Regions from separate parts of the Mus musculus genome. Here region 2 is linked to region 1. Evidence: chromatin contacts called from public Hi-C data. All regions are on one chromosome and are shown on one strand. The core of a region is the stretch at or near the end of the contact, and the rest is flanking DNA. Distances in the headings are between cores, read along the strand shown. Region 1 has its middle 49 kb from the start of Gm31473. Region 2 overlaps Gm39877 (a long non-coding RNA gene).

Evidence for each region. Hi-C and Micro-C count contacts between places; a contact is called where the count stands out from the background.
Region 2: a contact with region 1 is called in a Hi-C map of cerebellar granule neurons, with 2.0 times the contacts expected there. The contact joins two enhancer-like sites. A contact is called at or near these places in 1 of 39 promoter capture datasets (cancer-associated fibroblasts), 54 of 484 Hi-C or Micro-C datasets (3T3-L1-derived adipocytes, B cells, the C2C12 cell line and 38 more), 13 of 115 datasets of contacts at active chromatin or transcription factors (the SCID.adh cell line, VIP interneurons, bone marrow-derived macrophages and 7 more) and 4 of 9 other capture datasets (adipose tissue, liver, macrophages and 1 more).

What each region holds. Positions count from the first base shown.
Region 1 is chr2:92,074,362-92,079,653 of GRCm38.p6, reverse strand. No RefSeq gene overlaps it. Among named protein-coding and RNA genes, the nearest start is that of Gm31473, 49 kb to the right of the region's middle. Within about 2 kb of position 3,148, at least 2 of the 459 cell types and tissues checked have an H3K27ac peak or open chromatin away from gene starts, as enhancers often do. A contact at or near this core is called in cerebellar granule neurons and cerebellum, where this site is marked.
Region 2 is chr2:92,171,390-92,176,681 of GRCm38.p6, reverse strand. The region is part of intron 1 of Gm39877 (a long non-coding RNA gene); the gene reads left to right. Among named protein-coding and RNA genes, the nearest start is that of Gm39877, 3.5 kb to the left of the region's middle. Within about 2 kb of position 2,306, at least 17 of the 459 cell types and tissues checked have an H3K27ac peak or open chromatin away from gene starts, as enhancers often do. A contact at or near this core is called in cerebellar granule neurons and cerebellum, where this site is marked.

The DNA of each region.
Region 1 (5,292 bases), core at 1,899-4,398:
ATAGGGTTAGTGTGTGTGTGATAGGTGGTGTGTATCTGGGTGTGATGTGATACATGCAATGCAGGCGTGTGAGTGTGCAGGCGTGTAAGCCAGAATCCATGCCTGCAGATCTCAGGTGCCTTCCTCTAGTGCTCTCTGCAGGATGTCCTGGAAGCACGTGTCTCTCTCACTGACGTGGAAGCTCACTGCTCAGCTCTGCTGGAGCTCAGCAACTCTTCAGACCCCCCCTGACCTCGGGCCCATGGGTGCACACAGCCACACTGGGCTCCTTGTCACTTGGGTGCTGTGTAACTGAACTCGGGTCCTCAAACGCTCTCGCCCACTGAGCCATCTCTCAATTTTTAAACTGTCATCTAGGGTCACTGTGACACGCTGACGACAACGACGGTGAGATCGACACACAGATGCCTGTCACATCTTTTCATCTCTTATTTGTGTTTGTGTTCGGATTCTATCTTATTTACAATTTGGTATACTGCTGGGGTTTTTTCCCTCTCTTTTACCACAAACTTATTCTAAACATCATTTAAAAATAACTTTCTCATCTAATTATAGTAGTGATTTATTGTAGAAAGTTTGGGAAATATAGGAAATTACAAAGAAAGAAGAAAATTAAAATCATCCATAATTCCACGAGCTGGAAGTAGTCACTGCTAGCGTCTTTAACGCCGCCGACTTTGCCTTTCTTCCTGGGAGCAAGCGCGGGTTTCAGGGGCTGTACAATAGGCACACGGCATCAAATTACTCCCACTGTAATGTAGTTAGGTGATTTCTAATTTTTTCTTATGTAAATAATGATGTAATAAATAAGCTTTTATAAAAGCATGAACCATTTTCATAGACGGGTTATTTCCTTAGCTTCTCAGAAATGAAACTATTGGGTCAAAGACTGAATATATTTAAGTACTTAGTATGCATTCCTGAATTGTATTCTAAGAGTGTTTGACAACTCGATGCCAGTGACTGGAAGTCAGATTCACAGCGGCCTCTCCAGCACTGAGAATTGCACATTTTTAAAAGCTCCTGTTGTTTTCATTTTCCTTCCGTTTTTGGTTGTTTGTTTACTTTTGCCTTGGTTTTAGAGACAAGGCCTCCTTATGCAGCTCAGGCTCCACTACCACTCCTGGCAGTGCTCCTGCCTCAATCTCCTGAGTGCTGGGATTACTGAAGTGTGGCCTCCAGGCCTGGCTTTTATTTTTGCTCTCAAAGTTTCATAAGCAATGGAGGGAGAGCCTGAGTTTCTTCAGGGGAGAGGGTGAAGGTGATGAGTCAGTCAGGAGAGGCCAGCCCCGGGCAAGACAGAGGCAGTTTATAGGACTGAAACTCAGTGGACATTTCTTGGGGGTGTTTGTTTGTTTGTTCGTTTGTTTGTTTGTTTGAGGCAGGGTCTCTCTATACAGCCCTAGCTGTCCTGGAACTCACAGGGATCTGCCTACCTCTGCCTTCTTAGTGCTAAGGTTAAAGGTGAGCACGGAGCCTGGCTCAGACCTTTGTAAGGTAGGCAGAGCTTTGACTGAAGCAGCTAGGGACAGAGAGGGAGGGAGAAGCTCTGAGGTAGACTCTGAAGGGATGTGGAGCACAGGGTAGATCAGGCTTAGAAGACACAAGGTACCCTGTTTGCAGCCTGTCACTTCAGGTTCCTGGGGGAGATCTGGGAGGAGACTGGAAATGAGTCCTAGCCTGAAGCTTGGAAGGAAAGGTGAGGCTGGCAATGGAAGCTGGGGAGCTGGTGTGATGAGGTCCCTGGGGATTTGGGGGACAGCCTCTCCTCCCCTCCCCTCCCTCTCCCTCCCCTCCCTCTCCCCTCCCTCTCCTTTCCTCTCTCTCTCTCCCTCTCTCTCTCTCCCTCTCTCTCTCCCTCTCTCTCTCTGTCTCTCTCTCTCTGTCTCTCTCTTTCTCTCTGTCTCTCTCCTTCTCTCTCTCCCTCTCCTTCTCTCAGAGAGACCCATACACATCTTTAAGACAGACAAGGACCAATAAGTACTAATGTCCCAGTCAGGGGAGAAGTTCCAGAAATGGGACTGTGGAGCTGTAGCGATGGCTCAGCAGTTGCTCTTGCAGAGGACCCAGGCCTCACACCATCCGTAACTTTAGTTCCAGGACCTCCAATGCTTTCTGCCCTCAAGAGTCCCAGGCAGGCATACATGAAAGCAAAGCACTCACACACCTGAAATAAGTAAGTGTGAAATGGGATTTAAGGGAAAAAAGGAAAAGAGGAATGAGATATGAGCCCAATCCAGGGCTTCTGGAAGTCAGGGAGCAAGGACCTAGTGGAGCGGGGCCTCAGGGAAGCTCCTGGGGCAGGGATCCCAGACCCACAGCTGTGGGGACCCAGGACTCCAGAATCAAGCGCAGGCCCCTCCCCTGGGGTTTCTCTTGTGTTCACTATCATAGCTAGAGCTGATGTAAATTCGGATCCCTGCTTTCCTGAGCACACACTGGTGCAGTCACAAAACCTGAAGAAGCAGCTGGAGTCCACCCTGGGGGACAAAACAGAGAGGCTGGTGAGGAAGCATTTTAAACCCATAGTGCAAGCCGGGCGGGTGGTGGTGGCGGCGCACGCCTTGAATCTCAGCGCTTGGGAGGCAGAGGCAGACTTGCGTAAGCCTGACAATCTGAGTTCAATTCCCAGAACTCACATAAAGGTGAAAGAAGAAATCTGACTTCACAAGCTATCCTCTGATCTCCACATGCACACCATGGCAGTCAGACAGACAGATACATACACACACACACACACACACACACACACACACACACACCATTTTTAAAAATCCTTTAGTGACTGTCTTGTGTTTGAGATTTCAGGCCGTGCCTTTGCGGTGCCTCTCTGTGTATGTGACCTGATAGTAGGTGTGGATTGGCGGTTCCCCCACAGAGGTTTCTTTCCCATATCTTCATTTGATGAGAAAACAGTTGCTTTAGGCTGTTGGCCCACAGAATTGGTTTATGAATGTTACCGATTCATGAATTACAGAAGGGCAACGATGAGTGGCCTAGATATTTTCCAGAGTTTGCATTAGTTACTCTTCTGTCGCTGTGACCAAATCATCTGGAACAGTCAGTTTTGGAGTAGAAACATCGAGCATGGCTCTGAGATTCGAATGTGTCAGCCCATGATGGACACGTGACCCCGTGGTGTACGTCATGGTCCATCGGCCAATCAGGAAGCAGAGAGGGATGCAGGCAGGAACTGCAGCTGATGTTCCCCCAGACCTCCATGCCTAAAAGTTCTCACCACCCTCCAAACAGCCGCAGGAGCCTGTGGAACACAAACCCATTCAGTCCGTATCCAAAGTCCCCTCCTCCAAAGCCCAGACTCCAGGGGTCTGAAGATCATCCTCAGAAGTCCCATCCACACTGGTGAAAGGGACACCAGGGGCCCCTCCCCCACCAGAACACAGCACACAAGCCTTGAGTTTGGGCCTTTGCCACATGCCGATGAGCTCCCCCCTCCTCCCTCCCCCCCTCCCCCCTCCTCCATCTGCTCTGTCCATCTGGCCACTTGGAGCCCAGCAGTAGACCAATCCAACATTTCCCTGACTCGATACGAGGCTCCTGCACACAGTAGGTACTGTAAGTAGCTGTTGAATAACTGAATGAGTTCCCACTTCAATGGTGACAAAACTAACTCATGTCCCTCCTCCACCCTCAGGACGGTATTCCTGGTATCTGTCTAGTGTTAGCCCTGGTGGTGGTGGGGTGTTTGAGGGCTTTAAGATGTATTATTTTCAGTAGTCAGGTATGGGGTACGCACCTCATGCTTGGGACGTAGAGGCTGGGGGATGAGGTCATACTCAACTACACAGTGAGTCTGAGATGTAATGCTGTCTCAAGCAAGCAGATTGGTTGGGCTGGGGATATCTCAGTTGGTAAAGTATTTGCCTTGTAAGGATACAGTCTTAAGTTCAATGCCCTAGAACCCATATTTGGAAGGAAGGAAGGAAGGAAAAAAGAAAGGAAGGAAGAAGGAAGGAAGAAGGAAAGAAAGAGAGAGAGAGAAAGAAAGAAAGAAAGAAAGAGAAAGAAAGAAAGAAAGAGAAAGAAAGAAAAGAAAAGAAAAGAAAGAAAGAAAGAAAGAAAGAAAGAAAGAAAGAAAGAAAGAAAGAAAGAAAGAAAGAAAGAAAGAGAAACCCAGACTTGGTGGCACAGCTCCAATCCCAGTATTGCAGAGGAAAAAAAACCAGCAGATTCCTGGGCCTTGCTAGCCAGTCCCATTAAACTGCTTTGTGAATTTCAAGCTGATGAGAGAGCCTATCTCAAAACATAAGGTAGGTAGCACCTGTGGAACAACAGAAGAGGCTCTCCTCCGACCTTTATAAGCACGCCCGTGTGCACACGCGTGCACATACACAGAGATGAAAGTTTGAAACAATAACTAAGCTTCTGACATGAGAAATGTTTAAATGAGATTTAAAACTATGTCCTTCAGTCCCGCTTCATTACCTACCACAGTGGGGCATCCATCATCATCCAGGGTAGGATCCAGGATAGGACAGCCTTCCCAGGTCCCTTGATCAGAGTCAAGAGCAGTGGTCTCCCTATCGGCTGGGAACTGAGACTGCCTGTCCTTCACATCAGAGCTTTCCAACGTCATGTTCATGGTTCTCATAGTGATGACTGCACTTAAAAGAGCAGAGCTCGGGTGGGGATGTACTCTTGTAACCCTAGCACTCTGAAGGTAGACAGTTCAAGGTCAGCCTCTGCTACTTAGTGAGTTTCAGGCCAGCCTGGGCTACATGAGGATCTGCCAAAAAGCAAAAAGTCAAAGAACATTGAACACACACACTTTACTCCATGTTCTCTTGGCCCCAGAGTGACTGAGATCACATTGTTGAGCATATTTTCTAGTATTTAGCTTCCTATGTCTAAAGCTAGGCTTGAGCCCTGATTTCTTTTGTCCTGTACCAATGAGGAGTAGCTTTGAAGAAGCACTGTCTCAGCCTGGTGGTGGTTGCCCACGACTCAGTTTAGTCCCAGAACTCAGAGGAGGTAGAGGGAAGATCTCTGAGTTCAAGGCTAGCCTGGTCTACAGACCAAGTTCCAGGACAGCCATGGCTACCTAGAAAAACCCTGTCTTGAAACAACAAACCAAACCAACCAAACAACCAAATAAACAAAGAAGCAACCCCTGTCTCCTTTACTCAACATGGTCATGAATCTTGCATGAATTAAGAGCTAACATTTTCCACAGTGGCCTTGATTCTCCCTCCCTGGCCCTCCTCTCCAACCCAGGGCTGGATGCTTCACACACGCTGGGCATGAAATCCACTGAAGAGCCACAGCTCCAGC
Region 2 (5,292 bases), core at 1,057-3,556, 98 kb before region 1:
GGCTCTGTCTTAAAAAAAGAACAAGGTAGACAATACCCAGGCACAACACAAACACACGTACATGCTATTTCAGAGTCTACAAGGGTCCCAATCAGAGCTGTATAAATATCTGCCTTAAAGCTGATGAAACCACTAAAAGTACCACAGGGCAATCTTCCAAGCCTGGAGATGTTGAAAATTTTTTATCAACTTGTTATTTCCACCTTTAGTTTATCTGTTCTCAACATAAATAAATGATATTGTGAGCTGGCAGAAAGGCACTGTCTGGTGTAAGGTGTTCCCAGATTTGAAGTGGAAGAGGCAGACCTGGAGCCTATAGGCTCAGTCGACCATAAGTAATCATTTCATCTCACTAACCCTACTCCCTCTTTCAACACGGGAAAAACAATGATAGCTAATCAGCAGGCTTGTAGGGGTCCAAGATGTCAGTGAGAAGCAGCAGGCTATTCCTAAGGAATTAAGAACTCTGGGATTTACAGTCTGTTGACACCCTAGTGTACCATGCAGTTTCTTTATATGCAAAATGCAGAAGTAATGGGGCAACTTTATAGAGATGCTATGGAACTTAAAGCTGACTGTGTGGGAGACATGCCTGCTCAGTGTTAGGGAGGTCCTTTGCTAAGTTGTATCGCACTGTACAAAAGCCTGCATTTAATTTGTGGTCATTTCTTTTCTGCCAGCATTGACACCTGAAATTCTGAAGTACCAATTAGTGAATCCTTTAAAAAAAAATTTGTCCCGTGCCCAATTCCAGTCAGAAGCAGCAGCCTTATACACTGCTGGGTACAACTTCTGTCTTCTTAGTGCATCAGAAAGGACATGGGTATGTGAAATAACCTATGGGTCTTCCTTCATTGAAATAATGTTCTAATAAGTTTTGGTCACCTCTGTATCAAGCTTGTGGTTCTGGCTTAGCCTGCCCAGCTAAGATGGTATTTGTTCCTTGGCTTTTTGAGACAGGGTTTCTCTGTATAGCCCAGGCTGTCCTGGAACTCACAATGTAGACCAGGCTGTCCTCAAACTCAGAAATCTGCCTGCCTCTGCCTCCCAAGTGCTAGGATTAAAGGCATGCATCACTACTGCCTGGCTCTTGGACATTTATATGAACTAAATGCTGCTTGGAAATTCACCTTGCTCCAATCAATGACAAATTTCCGTACAGTCCTCCAATGGGGTGCAAGGTGGAGTTTCTAAGTTGAAATACAAATAAAGGGATCTGAAAGTCTCTTTTCTGGGAACTTTTTGAAAAGATTCATTTATTTTTATTACATGTGTGTGATAGTTTTACCTGAATGTGTGTGTGTGTGTGTGTGTGTGTGTGTGTGTGTGTGTGTGCACTACATGCATGCAGTGCCTGTGGAAGACAGAAGAAGACGTCATATCCCCAGGTACCGGAGTTAACAGACAGTTGGGAGTTACCTTGTGGGTGCTGGAAACTGGCCCTGGGTCCTTCGGAAGAGCAGTAAGTGCTCTTAAACAGTGAGTCATGTGTCCAGACCCTCTTCTTTGGAAACTTTTAGGTTGAAGGAGAGAAGCGTGCACATCACACACCACCTGTATTGCTGAATTTTCACAAAGCAAACACATTTCAGTTCTCCCTGGTGTTTCCAATGGTCAGAAGGTTCTAAAATAACCATGTATTTCATCATTTGGGGGGATTAAAAAAGACTATAATTAATTGGGGGGGGGGAGTTAGTAGGTGAGAATTTCCCGAACAAGATAGCAAGCAACTGCCTTTCGAGCTGCAAATATGATTTTGAATTATCAAATGGAGATAAGCAAAATGATTGGCTGGACCCAGATCGCCAAAATCACATCACCATCCACCCGCCGCTTGATATATGATCTCGACAATTTACTTCAAGGACTTCAGTCCTCATTTGTTAACCGGGTGATAATAATAGGATTGTTGTTAGGATTAAATGAAGTAACACTCATATGGACTTGGATGAGCCTGCCACTTAAGCTCTCGATAAAAGTAAATCATTATCCTTTTAGGATGGTGCCCCTGGGGACAATAGGAAGAGTTATGGAGATCTCAAGAATTCTTTTAGGAAAAAAAAAAAAAGATTTTTTTTTTTTTTTTTTTTTTTTTTGTCTAGCAGAAAAGCTGGATCAGAGCGGCTCAGGGGCGTTATCACAGAGCTCCAGGACTCACAGCAGCAAGGCTGGCAGGTCTGTGGTCAAGACTAGAGAATGAGAGCAAGGCTCCTATCTGGGGGTGGCAGCCAGGTTGATGAACCGTGTAGCTGTGAAGATAGCGCAGCTCTGAAGAGAAAGCCACAGGGGTGTGCCTGGCATCCAAACACGACATGACCTGATTTGCTCAGAGACCGGAGGACAGCCTGAGCAATTTGACATGGATAGAGAGAGAGCAGTGAGAGACTCCGCAACCACAGAATCAGAATCCACAGGGTCAGAGTCTTCAAAGGCCTGTGCCCAAAATCATAGGACCCTTCAGGACTTTATCCAGAATCTAGTGACCATCGCACTGTGCAGCTTATTAGAAACCTTGGGCCTTTAAACTCAGCATTCCTTCACACGGAAATAAGCTATATTTTGTACTTGGACCAACTCGGAATGCTATATGAGAGAAGAAACATTACTACTCCAGGGATGGAACACCATCCTAGCATGGGTAAGGCCTTGGCAGGATGTGTGTGCAGAGGAATCTCCCCCCTGAATGATAGAATCAAGCAGCACCCCCAAATCCAGCCAGGATCCTGACTGATGTCAACTGCATTATTAAATTTGTCTTCTTTCCTAGTCACTATGTCACAGTTGCTCCTCATTCTGGGGGCACAATCTCTCCTTGACTAGCTGCAGGAGATGCATAAGAACACAGCAGGGGGACTAGAGAGATGGCTCAGCGGTTAAGAGCACTAGCTGATCTTCCAGAGGTCCTGAGTTCAATTCCCAGCAACCACAGGGTGACTCTCAACCATGTATAATGGGATCCGATGCTCGCTTCTGGTGTGTCTGAAGAGAGTGACAGTGTACTCCTATACATAAAATAAATAAATAGATATTTTTTAAATAAATAAAGAAAAGAAAGAATCCAGCAGGATTACTACAGTAAGTGTAGCCTGCTTATGATGGCTAAACTTGGTCATCAACTTGGCACATGTGAGAGGAAAGACCCACCCCCACCCCCACCCAAGGACTTGCTCCCATCTAATTGGCCCATAGGCATGTCTGTGAGGCATTTTCTTGATTGTCAATTGATGTAGAAACGGCCTAGTCCACTGTGGCTTGTGCCATCCCAAAGCATGTAGGCCTGGGCTATATAAGAAAGGGGAAGCCAGGGGACCTAAACCAGTAAACAGCCACTTTTCATCACAGTATTTCTCAACCTGTGGCTTGTGACTCCTCCGAGGGTCAAATGACTCGCTCACAGGGGTCCCATATCAGATATTTGCATTGCAATTCATATCGGTAGCAAGACTGGGTATGAAGTAGCCTTGAAAATAATTTTATGGTTGGGGGGTCACCACAACATGAGGAACTGTATTAAAGGGTCGCATTAGGTAAGTTGAAAATTACTACTCTATTGTCTCTGCTTTAATCTCTTCTGCTTTAATCTCTTGCCTTGACTTCCCTCAAAGATGGACTATAACCTGTAAACTAAAATAAACCCTTTCTTCCCCACGTTGCTTCTGGTCATGGTGTTTAAATCACAGCAACAGAGAAGCAAACTAGAAAACTAGTGTTCCCCTAACTTGGACATGATGGCACAAACCTTCTTCATCCCAGCACTCAGTTGGCAGAAGCAGGTGGATCTCTGAGTTTAAAGCCAGCCTGGTCTACAAAGTAAGTCCCAGGACAGCCAGGGCTGTTACATAGAGAAACTCTGTCTCAACAAAACAAAACAAACAAACAAACAAACAGACAGACAATCCAGGGATGGCTTTTCTGTGGCCCATAGGTTTCCCAGAGCCTGAACTTGAACTTGAACTCAGAGTCCCTCTCAGCATAGCCTGTATATCAGATAATTTTGGTTTTGCTTTGTTTGGGCAGAGTCTCACTATGTAGCCTTGGTTGCTCTCAAACTCGACGTATAGAACAGGCTGGCCTTAAACTCACAGAGATCCACAGGCCTCTGACTGCTAGGATTAAAGGTGTACACTGCCACACCTGGTCCCACCCAGCAGTCTTTATCAAGTATTTGGAACGTGCCACAGACCTGGACTCAGCCACTTCTCCAGCACCACCCACTCAACTGTGTCAGGTAGGAAACCGTGCCGGGCTCAGCACCACATACTTGACTTAAGCCCTGGCTAGGTAACAACTGCCTCTCTGTTTAGGAACCTGTTCTCATATTTCTGAGTTCATAACTGATTTATGACCTATAAATATAGTCACATCAACCTCATTGCTGAATAATTTACATACTAAGGTCATGCTCTTTGGATGAACCTGACATTCATTAGTGTTGAAACTAACCAGCCATGGGCATCCAAGCCAGAACCCATGGAAGACCTCTACCCCAAAGTGGGGGAGTAGAAAAGCAGAAAACTCAGATTTGACTTCCTCAGTTAACATCTGGTCAATCTACCTTCTCTATAGCCTCATACTCTCCATCTCTAAAATGGGACCCACAGATGTCAATGCTGGCAGATCCAGAAAAATTATATTAGTCCAGGTGCATGGTAGGAATCCCAGCACTTAGGAGATGTTGACAATGATTTATAGTCCATAGAGTCTCCATCTGTAAAATGGGCATAGTATATTTAATCCTCTTCTGTGGTTGCAACAAACGAGTGAGATAGAATTGGCAAACAAGGCCTGGGCAAGACATTCCACAAGTAAAGCCCTTGCCACAAAAAGTCTGATAACCTGAGTTTGATTCCAGGAGTTCTTGGTAGAAGAAGAGGACCAAATGGCAAATGCCACCCTCTGACCTCTACACAGGCACCCTGACACCCTCACATCACACACGCATGTGCAACAGTAATAAATAAAATAATTTTCCAAAAACTGTAAAAGAGTTTGCAGATGAATGAACTTGAAAGTAGTACCATGATGGAACAAAAGAAAATTAACTAAACTTGAACTCAAGACAACACTGCCTGCATCATTTCTACATCTGGGCTAGCAGACAAAACACCAAACAAGAAGCAGCAAAGGGGCATGGGGCCAAGCACTGCGATGGGAGACCCGGAGATGGCACCAGGAACTGAGGAACTGAGACAGTGTTCTGTTCAAATACACTGAGAGTAAGAACAGAAAGATAAGAGGTATTTCCCAACAGCCACCGGGGGACGGACCTTCCACTCCCTGAAGGAGTGAAGG